Regions from separate parts of the Sus scrofa genome. Here all the other regions are linked to region 2. A link is a contact called in public HiChIP or PLAC-seq data. All regions are on one chromosome and are shown on one strand. The core of a region is the stretch at or near the end of the contact, and the rest is flanking DNA. Distances in the headings are between cores, read along the strand shown. Region 1 holds the start of ZPR1 (zinc finger protein ZPR1). Region 2 holds the start of SIK3 (serine/threonine-protein kinase SIK3). Region 3 overlaps BUD13 (BUD13 homolog).

Evidence for each region. HiChIP or PLAC-seq counts read pairs in DNA pulled down with a chosen protein or histone mark.
Region 1: an H3K27ac HiChIP or PLAC-seq map of alveolar macrophages shows a contact between it and region 2. The contact joins the promoter of ZPR1 here to the promoter of SIK3 in region 2. A contact is called at or near these places in 4 of 5 promoter capture datasets (fetal liver, fetal skeletal muscle and liver), 6 of 47 Hi-C or Micro-C datasets (blood, embryonic fibroblasts, heart right ventricle and 2 more) and 2 of 2 datasets of contacts at active chromatin or transcription factors (alveolar macrophages and skeletal muscle).
Region 3: an H3K27ac HiChIP or PLAC-seq map of alveolar macrophages shows a contact between it and region 2. The contact joins the enhancer-like site here to the promoter of SIK3 in region 2. A contact is called at or near these places in 4 of 5 promoter capture datasets (fetal liver, fetal skeletal muscle and liver), 8 of 47 Hi-C or Micro-C datasets (embryonic fibroblasts, epiblast stem cells, fetal liver and 5 more) and 2 of 2 datasets of contacts at active chromatin or transcription factors (alveolar macrophages and skeletal muscle).

The regions. Positions count from the first base shown.
Region 1 is chr9:44,175,978-44,180,173 of Sscrofa11.1, reverse strand. ZPR1 (zinc finger protein ZPR1) reads left to right here and starts at 2,037. Exons shown (of 16, transcript XM_003129875.4): 1 at 2,037-2,127; 2 at 3,052-3,186; 3 at 3,541-3,797; 4 at 3,955-4,116. The coding sequence starts at 3,639. It overlaps APOA5 (apolipoprotein A5), which reads left to right. Exons shown (of 3, transcript NM_001159308.1): 2 at 23-134; 3 at 638-2,340. The coding sequence ends at 1,568.
Region 2 is chr9:44,470,235-44,474,851 of Sscrofa11.1, reverse strand. It overlaps SIK3 (serine/threonine-protein kinase SIK3), which reads left to right and starts at 3,163. Exons shown (of 25, transcript XM_021062877.1): 1 at 3,163-3,435. The coding sequence starts at 3,163.
Region 3 is chr9:44,116,944-44,121,588 of Sscrofa11.1, reverse strand. BUD13 (BUD13 homolog) reads left to right here. Exons shown (of 10, transcript XM_021062876.1): 10 at 653-759. The coding sequence ends at 698. Among named protein-coding and RNA genes, the nearest start is that of BUD13, 46 kb to the left of the region's middle. Within about 2 kb of position 1,773, at least 10 of the 83 cell types and tissues checked have an H3K27ac peak or open chromatin away from gene starts, as enhancers often do. A contact at or near this core is called in alveolar macrophages, where this site is marked.

The DNA of each region.
Region 1 (4,196 bases), core at 788-3,287, 290 kb after region 2:
TTCACCCCACCTCTTTCCACAGGGCTTTCAACCACCCAGGCAGGGAAAGGCTTCTGGGACTACTTCAGCCAGAGCAGCGGGAACAAAGGCAGGGTGGAGCAGATCCAGCAGCAGAAGCTGGCACAGGAGCCCACGTGAGTGGCCAGGGCAAGGGATGTGGGCGAAGAGAGGAGACACCTGTTGGTGGGATGATGCACTACCCAACTCCTCAACCTCCGTGGTCCTCCCTGGGATGAGAACAGAGCAGGGCTAGTTCTGCCCGCTATCCTGGCCCTCCTGGGCTGTTTAGGACTCTCTGCAGGCAGCAGCCCCGCCTGGACCTCTCCCTAGTGTTGCCTCCTTGCTCGCTGAGGCATGGCACCAGGGAGCGAGGGAGAGGACCCCCAACTGCAGCCTTCAGAATGAAAGGATTGTGTGAGAATATAGGTGCCTCCGTGCTTTTCTTGCACAGAGCTAGTCTCCATATGCATCGCCATGTGTTTTTACTCCCTGTGAGGGGAGTGGCAGTGGGCCCAGGCTCTGCCCCCAAGGCCCTCACTCTTGGTTCCCCCAGAGGACCAGTGAGAGAGGTCTCTGGGGCCAAAAGAGAGGGGGGCGGAGGGCTCCAGACCGATGGCCCGTTTGTCTCCTTCCCCAGGAGACTGAAAGACAGCCTTGAGCAAAACCTCAACAATATGGACAAGTTCCTGGAAAAGCTGGGTCCCCTGAATGGGCTCCCACAAGACCCAGTGGGCATGCGGCAGCAGCTGCAGAAGGAGCTGGAGGAGGTGAGGAAGCGCCTGGAGCCCTACATGACGGAGATGCATGAGCGCGTGAGCTGGAATCTGGAGGGCTTGCGGCAGCAGCTGCAGCCCTACACGACAGAGCTGATGGAGCAGGTGGCCCTGCGTGTGCAGGACCTGCAGGAGCAGCTGCGCGTGGTCGGAGAGGACACCAAGGCCCAGCTGCTGGGGGGTGTGGAGGAGGCGCGGGGCCTGCTGCAGGAGCTGCAGAACCGCGTGGTGCACCACACCAGCCGCGTCAAGGCGCTCTTCCACCCCTATGCCGAGCGCCTGGTGACCGGCATTGGGCACCACGTGCAGGAGCTGCACCGCAGCGTGGCACCACATGCCGCTGCCAGCCCCGCGCGCCTCAGCCGCTGCGTGCAGATGCTCTCGCACAAGCTCACGCTGAAGGCCAAGGCCCTGCACGCGCACATTCAGAAAAACTTGGACCAGCTGCGTGAGGAGCTCAGCACCTTTGCCAGCACCTTTGCGGATGGTGCGGAGGAAGAGGCCCAACCTGACCCCCAGGCGCTGTCTCAGGAGGTGCGCCAGCGACTCCAGGCTTTCCGCCACGACACCTTCCTGCAGATCGCCGCCTTCACCCGCGCCATTGACCAAGAGACCGAGCAGGTCCAGCAGCAGCTAGCGCCGCCTCCTCCAGGCCACAGCTCGTTTGCTCCAGAGTTCCTTCAAGCAGACCGAAGCAAGGCCCTGAGCGAGCTGCAGGCCCGTCTCGACGATTTGTGGGAAGACATCAACTACAGCCTTCACGACCGTGGGCTCGACCATCTGGGGGAGCCCTAAGGGTCTACTTTGCCCACATCCCAGAGCCTTGTTTGGGGAGTCCACAACCCAAGCATGGCTCAGTCCTTGCCAGTGGCCTGTTGGGCAGAGGGTGGAGGGTTCTGCACAGGCCAGCTGAAGCCACCAAATGGGCGTTGTTCTACGCTATCCAGCCTCCTGCACTTCCCCCTTCCAGATGCATTACACTCACCAGCCTTTGCAAACCCGGCTCCCGGTGCTCATTTGGGAATCCTCCTGAGTCGCTCCGTTCTGGGTGGTGGGACTGGGGAGGGAAAGAGGCATTGTTTGTGCAGGTAATTACCTGGTGCAAGCCTGTTGCCATGGTGCTGGAAGCCTGTGCCTCTTCATCCCTGGGCCTGGCTCTGATCACTACTGGCCACCTGGTGGCCACTGCTAGAGCTGGTCCACAGGGAGCGGCTCTTTTCTCCCCAGGGCTGCTGCCATGACAGCTTCTGTTGGGGGAAGAGAAGGGAAGAAGGAAGAAACTGTGATGGAGAGAACATGTGAAGTGTGTGTGTGTATAAATATCCCTGTTGGCCGATGCTGGTGAAAACAAATGGTATGGGTTGTGATGGGAGGGACTGGAGCCTGGATTTCCTTATATAACACTACATCTAAAGAGCTGACCTAGTTCTTCTCTTTTGGTGAAGTGGGTTAAGGATCCAGTGTTGTCATTGCAGTAGTTTGGGTTGCTGCTGTGGCTTGGGTTTGATCTCTAGTCCAGGAACTTCTACATGCCACAGGGGCATGGGAAAAAAAATAAATAAATAAACAGCTGACCTAGCCCTTCAGACTGTGGGGGCTTCTTAAACTCTCTGGGGAGCCTCCTGTGTGTCCTCCCCATCACTGACCCCTCTCTCCTGACTCCCAGACTGAAGTCTAGACTTCTGACACAATTGCAATAGATGCCTATGATGGAAGCTTATTTATCTGGTGTGACTCTCATTTGGACTATGTCTGAGAGCAGTGGCCTCACCACCATCCCCAAAGCACAACCATCACTGCCCTCCAATCCCTCGTTGCACTTTCTCATTGACATCCCCCCCCTCCCGTCCCGCCTCCCAGTCCAGGTCCGTCAGAGCGTGTTCCTCTGGCTGAGCTGACAGCTGTCTGTCATGCCTGGGGTGTGCCTGAGTTAGAGACCCTTCCCCTACACCTGCATTGTTCACCCACCTGCTTACCAAAGGATGGTGCGCATGGGGTGCAGGCTCCTGAGGTGGCTGGTCTTTGTCCCTGCTGTTCCAGATTTTGCACGCCTCTTTTTATGACTGACACTCTTGTTATGACTGACCCTCTTGGGATCCCAAATTTAACTCCCCATCCCCCATATACAGATTCACTTGGGGGCAACCAAGCTCCTTATACATCCATGGGAAGTCTGAATTAATAAGAGTGGGTGAAGTGAAGGGAAGAGGAAAGGGTAAGCACATCCAGTCTAGTACTTTTGGAACTTCCCATGCAGCATTATTTTCTTCTGGTTCAGCCCACTCCACACAGAGTTTGCCGTATGGCCACACTCCCTTATAGCTCAGACCCCCCCTGGATCTGGCTTCGTCCTGCCTGCAAGACTGGACCTCTCCCCTGACACCCTAGATTGAGCAACAGAACTGGGAGAGAGGTAAGGGAGAGGAGGGGCTGGAAAGGAAAGTTTACCCCCTAAAAGAGGTGTTTTTGTTGTTGTTTGTTAGGAAACCATGAGTCAGTTGTGAGTCAGTTGGGGTCGGATGTGCTGGCATGAGGGGGTGAGAATAAAAACGAGGGCCATGTCTTTGAGACTATAAGTTGGGCAGGTGTTTATGAGGACAGAAATAGGGAGTGAGAAGAACAGAAAGGGAGAGTGATTGAGGGACTAGGAGGTTGTGGCAAAGCCTGGATCTGGCAGGCTATGGAAGTCAGGACCAAATAATCCCAGCAACTTCAAACTGTCAGGTACGGTCCCCCGGGGGCCCAGAGTCTGCGGCTTCTTTTACAGAGGGCGGGACTGGAACTGGCGGAAGTGCCGGAGGAAGGGGCGGGGCCACGAGCGGCTCAAAAGCCGGAAGTCGCTGCCTGGAGCTGCGCGTGGTGGCCATGGCGGCCAGCGGGGCTGTGGAGGCCGGGCCCCCGGGGGCTGCCGCCGCCCCCTCGTCCGCCCCGGCGCGGGACCACTTGTTCCGGCCTATCAGCGCCGAAGATGAGGAGCTGCAACCCACAGAGATCGAGTCGCTGTGCATGAACTGCTACCGCAACGTGAGGCTGGAGGATTGGGCTGAGGCAGGGAGGGGCGAGGGTCGGTAACCCGGCCGGGAGGGCCCAGTTGGGATCCGGAGGCGAGACACTCCCTGAGGTCAGTAGGAGGAGCACAGGGGTTTCGTTGGTTTTTCTTTAGACGCTTTCTGATTCCCAGGGCATGACGCGCCTCCTCCTCACCAAGATCCCCTTCTTCAGAGAAATAATCGTGAGCTCCTTCTCCTGCGAGCACTGTGGCTGGAACAACACGGAGATTCAGTCGGCCGGCCGGATCCAGGACCAAGGAGTGCGCTACACTTTGACCGTCAGGGCTCAGGAGGTGAGAGGAGCCCATAGCAGTTACCCTAGTGTCCTAGAGAAAGCTTGGGGATTGGAATCAGAGCTTTGGTCCAGGTGGTT
Region 2 (4,617 bases), core at 1,914-4,413:
GAGGTTCCCAGGCTAGGGGTCGAATAGGAGCTACAGCTGCTGGCCTATACCACAGCCACAGCAATGCCAGATCTGAGCTGCATTTGCTACCTATACCACAGCTCATGGCAACGCTGGATCCTTAACCCACTGAGCGAGGCCAGGGATTGAACCTGCAATGGTTCCTAGATGGGGATTCATTTCTGCTGTGCCACGGCGGGAACTCCCAATCTGTCACTATTGATGTGGTTTGATGCCTACACTGTCCTGTTCTCGAGAACTCTAAAATGTCTTCTTCCCTGGGTCTAAACTGAGCTCAGTCACCTTAGGTCTATGGAGAAACTACTTTTCCTATTAGCTCCTAGCTTGACATGGTTTATAATCCAGTAGAGAATTGGAGTTCCCATTGTGGCTCGGCAGTAATGAATCCGACTAGTACCAATGAGGATAAGAGTTTGATTCCTGGCCTCACTCCATGGGTTAAAGGATCCAGCATTGCCATTAGCTGTGGTGTAAGTCACAGACGCGGCTTGGGTCTGGTGTTGCTGTGGCTGTGGCTGTGGCCGGCAGCTATAGCTCCAATTCTACCCCTAGCCTGGGATCTTCCATATGTCATGAGTGTCGCCCTAAAAAGACAGGAAAAAAAAAAACAACAAAAAACCTGGTAGGGAAGATCTCAGGTTCCAGAGGTAGGGTGCCTGGGTTTGAATCCTCATTCTACTACTTTCTAGCACTATGACTGTAGCAGGTTTCCTTAATTCTTCTGTGCCTCATTTTCCTTATCTGCAAAATGAGAATATAATATACAGGGTTCCTTAAGGCTTGTTGAGGATTAGGTAAATTGATTTATGTAAACTGCTTAGCATAGTGCCTGGCACATTGTTGTTATTGACTGTGAGTTCCTCCCCAAACTTAACTCAGTCCTTCGTATTCAATAAATAATTAAAAGCACACATCTAAGCTGTTTTCCCCTTTCCCCCCCCCGGATGATCATCGTGGATCACCCCCTACCTAATTTTCTATGTTCTTCTCACCAAAGAGGACTTTTAAGGGAGATCTGCAGCAAGTCTTTGTCCAAGTCTCAATAGGATATACCACCTACTGGCCTCAATCCATATAGGCACAGAGCTTAAATCACATAATTCACAGCATACACATTCTGGTCATTATTAGGGACAAGAGTGAACTTCCTCTTCTCTTGGGAAGTTAGACCAATGCTCCATTTTCTAGTTTCTCCCCAGAGGCTTCTTCATTTTTGACAACCTCCAGAGAGCAGCAGAAGTTGCCGTACTTGATGTTCAAATGGAACTCCGTGAGTGGAGGAGAGGATGTAAAGTCACTCTGAGAATGGGGTGCTGCTTCTGCAGTCCCCAGAGCAAAAGATTTTTTCCCTTGCCTTACCAGCCAGCTAACTATCCTGGTGAGAACTTTATCTCCCCCTCTCTCCAGGGAGATGGTAAAACTGGGACCCTGGGCACCAAAAGTTAATGTACAGTCCCAGCTAGAGGCAGGAGAGTCGAGTGGAAGTGTAAGAGAGGCTGGCCACATGCCATCATTTATCTGGGATTAAATAAGCTCGACCAGCGAAAGCGCTTAAACCAGTGCACGAAGCTGAGGACCACTTCATCCTCATCCTTATTTGCTAGTAAAGGAGCCAATTAGTGTTAATTGTGTTAGCAATTTGGAACAGCCACCAGGGAATTGATCCAAGGCAGTGTGGAATGACCTCTCTGTCCCGTCCTAGTCCCAGCTATTACTCATAGTCCGATGGGGAATCAGAGAGCTAGTAAATATCTTTGGTTCAGAGAAAGTAAATAGGCGCTCTGCTTCTCACACATTCACAGGGTCCTGGGTGTCAGCTTTTAATAGCGTACAGGCAGTGACCTGACAACACACTTTTGCCTTTGAGAGAGACGCAGATGTGGAGGGATCAGGACTGGACTGAAGGAATACATTTTAACATTGGTGTTCATGGTCTCCCCACCCCCCAACCGTCAACCTGCCAAGACCACCTTGTTTTTGAAAGCTCAGTCTCCTACCCCTCCCGGGCCCCAACTGAAGCTGTTAAAGCCAATCTAGTTAATAAAGGGAGCCAGGAAGTGAGGGTATGGGGAACTTGGGAGCTAGTGAAAGCTCTGGAGGGAAACGGATAGAAGATAAAAGATGAGGGAAGAAAAACATATATGAGATTTACTGTTGGAATTATACATTTGATCACCTTTAACGTCCTTGGAGAGTCGCTAGTAAGGGTGAAATTTTAATTTTATTATTTACTTATTTATTTCGCCCAACAGACCGGATTGTCTTTAACCATGACGTGACTCACTGGACAATGCCACCACTGCTTCATCAGGGTTATACAAGTGACAGAAATAGGGCGCAGGCACTTTGACAGTCATCTAGCTATAGAATTGTTCAGAGACAGGGTGGGAGGAAGGAAAATGACCTCCCTGCTTGGGTCCTCACCCACCCAACGACTGGAATGCGTGTTTGGGCTGGTTTCTCCGCCCTTGAACACACAAATCCTAGTTTCCCAATTCCTCTCTATTCGGTGACAATTAGATTGGTTGTACTGGGTGAGCTGGGTTTTGTAAGAGGTAGGAATTTTACTGAAGAATTCCCCTGTCTCTACCGACTTGGGTACAGTTGCTTCAATACTGTAGCTATTCCTGCCTTTGGGGCCTCAAGGGCTAAAATGGGACAGTGCTAATATTTTTGGTGATGAGGAAATATTTTGTTTTAAGGAGGCTGAGTGATTGCTGAACTGGGACAGAGGTCATAGTCGGGGTCACATTAGCGGTTCCAGGGGGATCGAGGGCAGGCTTTGGGTCGGGCAAAAGCACCCCCTCAACTCGGGCAATGCTGCGGCGGCTTGGAACCCGCTGGCACACTTGCGGTGCCCACTGTCTCCTCCCGGGAGGGGGGCACCCGGGAGCCGGCGCCGGAGGAACCCGGCCCACGCGGGAAGGTCGAGCTCGCCGGTGAGGTCACGGTTGCCATGGCTCTGGGCAGTGACGCGCGTCGGCACGTGACCAACGGTTGCCATGGCGCCGGGCCCAGGCGGCGCGGGCGCTCCGCCTCCCGGAGTGACGTCCGCCGCTCCCCCTCCTTTTCCCGCCCCCCTGCTCCCTCCACCCCCCTCGCCGGCTACCCGCGGCCCCGGAGGTTTCACTGCACAACAAGATGGCGGCGGCGGCGGCGAGCGGAGCTGGCGGGGCTGCCGGGGCCGGAGCTGGGGGAGCCGGGCCAGCAGGTCGCCTGCTGCCTCCGCCCGCCCCGGGGCCCCCGGCCGCCCCCGCTGCAGTGCCCCCGGCGGCTGGCCCGCCGCGTCCTCCAGCCCCGGCCTCCCGCGGGCCGGTGCCTGCCCGCATCGGCTACTACGAGATCGACCGCACCATCGGCAAGGGCAACTTCGCTGTGGTCAAGAGGGCCACGCACCTCGTCACCAAGGCCAAGGTAGTGGCGCTGGGGGGACCGGGCGGCGGGGAAGCTGCGCGGCCCGGGACCGTCCAAGTGTGGCGGGGGCAGGAGAGCCCCGCGACACGGAGGCTGAGGGGTCGGCGCGGCGAGCGGGGCTCTGGAAATTGGAGAGCGTTGGGGACCGGGAAAACGGGTAGGGGGCTGCCGGGCGGGAGTGAGGAGAGGGCGAGCAGAAGGTGGGGGACACCGGGGTACCCAGGAGAGGGTAACTGCACGGCAAGGGGACGCAGGGAGCCAGTGATCACGGGGACCTGGGGAACTAGGGAGCCGGGGTTGGGGAGGGGGCTCCGAGAGCTGTACGGAGGATAGTAGAAGGGATGATTGGAAGGAAGAGGTTTGGAACTCTCCCGGAGCCTGGAGACAGTAAGCTAAGAAGACTCTGGAACCAGCAATTAGGAAATCCTAAGGGAATGAAGGCAGGGGAATAGGAAATGTGGACCAAGAGATGGGGGAAAACAAGGGTAAAACTGGCAGACGTGGGATGACGAGGGGGACCCACGATGGCTGGGACATATACTGGGGGTATGTGGTGGGCGCAGGGGGGGGGCGCTGGGAGATATGAGGGACCTGGTACCTTATGACAGAGGCAACAGTCAGCATTTGGTCGTCCAAGACTGATAGGTGGTGGGAATGAGGGTCTGAGGACAGATAAGATTATTGGAGGAGGAGATGAAAAAAACTGGGAAATAAGGAGGAAAAAATTACTTTGCTTTTCCACAGGAAGGGGATCAGGGAACAGAGGCGGTGGTGGCGGTGTGTCCTAGGTTTATGGTGGCACTAGGTATTTAGGGGTTAAACAATTTGGGAACGCTGGATTGCTGGTTATATTTAGTTGTTGGAGGGTCCCGGATTGTGAGCTTTATAGAACCCAGGGAGGGCTCTGAGTGATGAGGGGAAAGGCTGGTGACTGAGGAGGTGTATGAGGAACCCACTCATTGGGCCCTTTGGTTCCCAAGGGATTTGTGGGGCTGTAGTGGTGAAGTTGGCCAAGGTCAATTAGGAAGCCATATCCATACCCATAGAAAATTCATTTTTGGAGGAAATATCTTTAGCACTTTTCTGTGGTCTTCATTGGGAGTATTGGAATCATCAGGAGGAATTGTTTGGTTTTAGGACGCACAAAGCCCATTTGTACTCCAAATCTCTTCCTTCGCTTCA
Region 3 (4,645 bases), core at 524-3,023, 350 kb after region 2:
GAGTGAAGGAATGAATGAGTCTGAGAGTGTTACCCTGGGTGAGAACAGAGTAAGGGAGGTGCCCCCTCCCTCTGTTGAGCTGGGTAGTTGATTGTCACGTCTGCAACATGAGGTGAAGGCCTCATTAGCACATGGACCTCCTCTCAGATGTTCATGGCATGGCTTTGCCCAGCCAACTGGGCCCAGCGACAGGGAGCCTGTGGCTTTTGTGGGAAAAGGGTGTGGGAGGTGGGATTATCCCAGAGTCATCAGGGAGACTGTGGATAGGGTGGCCTCTGGATCACATGGGAGGCAGACTGAGGACACGGCCGTGCTTGCAGGATGTGTCGAGTCTCCTCAGTGGTCTTTTGAGGCCCTGCCCCTGTGGGCCCCTCCCCTGCACTTCAGGACTTCTCACTCCCCTTGGTCCAATGACACTCGTTCAGGCCACTGTGCTTTTCCAAGCCTCTGCCTCTGCCCTGTTCTCCCCACCCCCAACCCCCAGCAGAACCTTACTCACCTTCAGGGCCCAGCTCAGATGCCATTCCCTTTGTGCAGTTCTCCCTGGCTCCCTCGCCATGGACAGACGGGCTGAATGAAATGCTTCCTCTTTGGGCTCACCCCACAATACTTGCTCATAACTGACTCTAGTATAAATCGCTTTCTTTTACAGTGAATGTGGTATATTTTTCTCCCTCGCCTGGCTTAGAGCTTATTAAAGGCAGAGACCACAGTCTCCAGCATCCAGCACAGAGCCTCGCCTAGAGGAGACAATACATATTTGCTGAATTCAGCTAAGTGCTAAGGTGAGGGCCCATTGCAGGTAAGACCTGGACGAATGTGAACTTCCAGAACTCAGCAAGTGATGTGCAAATGTTGGGGGGCATTTTTGAAATCTGTAAGGATTTCGTGGTTCTTATTTTTCCTTTTCACTAATCCTCTCCTGCATGGAGAAAAGAGGGATAAAAAAAATCCCAGTTTGGCCTCAGCTACATGGTAGGAGAGTCTTGGCATTATGCTGGAGGGAAAATGGTGCAAGTGTGGGTCTGAGGCCCTAGGGCCAACCAACCAGACCAGGAGACGCGTGAGTGCAGGGCGTGACTTCCTCGGCCTCCATCAGGGTCTGGCTATGTGCTTTCTGGTGGGGGGTGGGGTGGGGGTGGAGCTGGGGGTGGTAGAGGCGGTGGTGGTGACTAGGAGTGGGAAGGCAGTGCTGGAAAACCCTTGTGCACCAGCCAATTTCCTCCCCCACTAATCTCGCCAGACTCTGTGGAGTAGTTACTACAGTGTGAGTCCCCATGATGCCACTATTGAAGAGAATGTGCATTTGTGTGTGACTTTGCAGACAACTTGCATTAACTTTTCCAAATGACAGAACATAAAAATTCCCTGATTTCTATGACTACATTCCCACCACACCAAGAAACACAGTGGTCCCTACACTTCTGTACTCAGGTATCCCAACCCAGATGGGTGGAGAAGAACGGGTTCTCTAAGAGCATCAACCAGGCAGCAGCATAAGAAGGGATCCAGGAGTCCCACTATCCCCAGTTTGACTGCTTTCTCTTCTCTTCCTTGTCTCTTAGGTTGAGGGGTGTATGTGTGTGTAATATCTTAATTTATTGATTTTGCAATTCAGGCTAGGGAGTCGGCTGGGGAAAAGCGGGTGTAGAATAAAGCGGGGAGAGAGGCTTTGCAATCTAGATAGGCTTTGAGGAAGTCAGAGGCCACACCCTGGAGCCAAACCAGGCAACCAGCTGGATTGGGCGGCCCTGCTGCAGTGGGGATGGTAGGCTTCAGACTGCTCTGTGTTGCCACCTGCTGGACACATGTAGAGATAGCACTTTACTGGCTCAGGGCTCCTACCCTTTTGCTGAGTTTTCTTCTATTATCTTTTGCTTCCTTCTGTCCAGTATTTCCCCTCAAGGGAAAAATCTGCTTCCCCTCTATCCCTAAGCAGGATATCTAGATGCCTCTGTTCTTGCCCAGGGCAGGGGCTCTGAGTTGCTTAAACTTCACCTCTGGGTGGGGGTGTAGAGACCATTGCTGTCTCCATGCTTGAAGTTTCTCTGCCTTCTTCCCAGACCCTCTGGGACCTTGAACTTGGTTGTGATTAGAGACACCATTTAATTTATCATCTGAACCAGGACACACTTCTGAGACCAAACGGTGTTTTGTGTGTGTGTGTGTGCTCACGCTATTCATAATTATGCCAAGACAGCAGGTGTAAACCAGGTCTCTTCCAGGTCAATGACTGGAACTCATGGTGAGCATGGTTCTGAGGGGCAGCTGCCTTATTCCAGCCTGAGGTCAAGTTGGGAGGTGGGGGTGGGCCAGCAGAGGCTGCTGCAGCACTAGTTATATGTGCAGGTCTCACTGCCTACAGGGCTCCCTTGACTACCACTTGGGCTGTGGGAGGAAGAGTCTGGGGTGTAAGAGCTGGGTGTCCCCCGAGTGACAGTGTAGCAGAGGGCAGAGTCTGGCTTCTCTGAGCCCCGTTTACAGTGGGATAGGAGGGCCATGAGCACCCTCGAGTTAGGGTTGAGGACACAGCCAGAAGCCCCGAGGCCTAGTTTTTCCCCATAGTTCCTGGGATGATGGCACCTCCCCTGAATCTGGCCGCTTTGGTCCTGCCCCTTCAGGCAAAGACTTAGCAAGCGGCTGCTAGTACTACCAGCTCCCGAGACTGGTGCCTCCCTAGGTGGTTAGCATTTGACTGGCAGCCTCCAGGGTCAGCCCAGGGCTACTCTGTACCAGAGGGGACTACTGCAATGCCTGGAACATCTCTGCCTGCTGACTGACCTGCAGGAGGGGAATTGGACCAGCCATGGGACCCTTCAAAGCAGCAGGGCTCCGTCCTCTCACCCAGCTCTAAATCCGACAGCCAGACCCCACTCTCCTCTTCCCCACTCAGGGGACTTCCCTCCCTGGGCCCTAAGGCAGAGTTGGGAGACCCTGCTCCTGGCCGGAGGAGGGGGTTTCTGTGGTAGGACTGGGGCCTTCCCCCTCTCCTGGCCCTGGAGACCTTGGTTGCTGCGTGGAGTTTGCCCTGCCCCCCTTCTCTCCCACCACCTTCTCTCTCCCTCCTCACCTGAAGGGAGAGGCCAGTGTCTGACTTTGCAGACCACGTGCAGGTGATCATGCCCCCGCTCCTCGCCTTTTGTCCTCAGCAGTGGCAAAGGGGAGGTGTTCTCAGCAGGCTGCGGGGTGAGCGGCCTGCTTAAGCTGAGAATTCTGGAGCAGCAGTGGGTATCCAGGGCAGCCTCGGGATTACTATGGCAACAAGCGGTGGGGAGGTGGGCTTGGAGCTGAATTCCTGGGGTGGTCAGAGAAGGGGTGAGGGTGAGAAGGAAAGAGAAGCCCGCTAAAGCCCCCTGACAGAAGGCAGTGTGGGCCCCCCCACCCCAGCCCCCGTCGGTTTGTTGCCCCTGGTCGGTGGAAACCAAACACCCCCTGGCACGGGCTGCAAAGCTGCCAGCCTGGGAGCCTGGGCAGAGGCCCTGCTGGTGTGTGGAGCAGCGGTGGCTCTAGTGGGGAGGGGGGAACCCGCCTCAGCTGCAGAGATTTGTTTTCTCGGTCCATCTGAAGAACGACAGCGCTGCAGCCTGCTTCTCTACCTGGGGAACCCTGAGCCATCAAAGTTAACCTCCACTAGTAACCGGGGATCAATTACAGGCTTGTAATGTGCTTTCCAACTTCCCTGGCAAAAAGTAGCCTGTTTGGGGGAAAAAAAAATGAAAGTGCTTTTTTGATCTCTGGAGCCACTGGGCCGGTAGGACCCCTTCCTCCCAGTGCCTCTGCCCACTCCTCACTCATTAGCTCTACTGATTAGGCAAGGCTGGCTTAACCTCTCAAGTGCTGGGTTCGGCGTGAGTGGTGGTTGCCGTTGCCTTCTCCAGGCGGGCCCTCCTCCCACATGGTTCTCAGGAGCACAGAGTGGGCCAAGTCCAGTGCCTGCCAACCTCCCCCCACACCCTCCCTCTGGCTGCCAAATCTGACTTTGATTAGCGTGTGGAGGGGGAAGAAAGCAGGAAAATAGAATATTAAAATCTTAATTCAATTTAAAACACTGTCATTCACAGGCATGCCAAACAGTGAGATGACTAATTATTATGCAAATGAGGCAGATAGAAAAGTGATTAATAATTGCACAAATTAAAAATTATTGTAAACATCCTGTGACGAGCGATAAGTCCAATGGAGAGGCGAGGGCGGTGGGCCGGGGAGGCCATGGTGGAGCCAGCTCCTGCATCCTTATTTTCTCATTAGGGGGATTTAATTAGCGCCTGATGATGGGCCTCAGTGCTGCCAGGGGTGGAGGAGTGGGTGGCTGTGCCTGGGGCTGCCTGTGCTGATCCTCAGTCCCTGTCCTGCTCCTCCTCCACCACCGGTGACCAGGCTGGAGCTGGCAAGCAGGGGTGGGGGGGTGGGGAGGCAGGCCCGTCCCCCTGAAGGGATGGGTGCTGGCGTAGCTTCTCTGCAGCTTTCCACTGGCCTACACCCCTGCTACCTCAGGTCTCGGCAGGGGTGATGGTGAAGAGGCCTCCAGGTACTGGACTGGTGGGCATATTCTGGTTCAGCCATGCAGGTCCTCAGGCCTAGTGAAAGGTGCACGGAGTGTAATTGCAGTGCTGGGAGTTCAAATGAGGGTGGACAGGTGCATGGT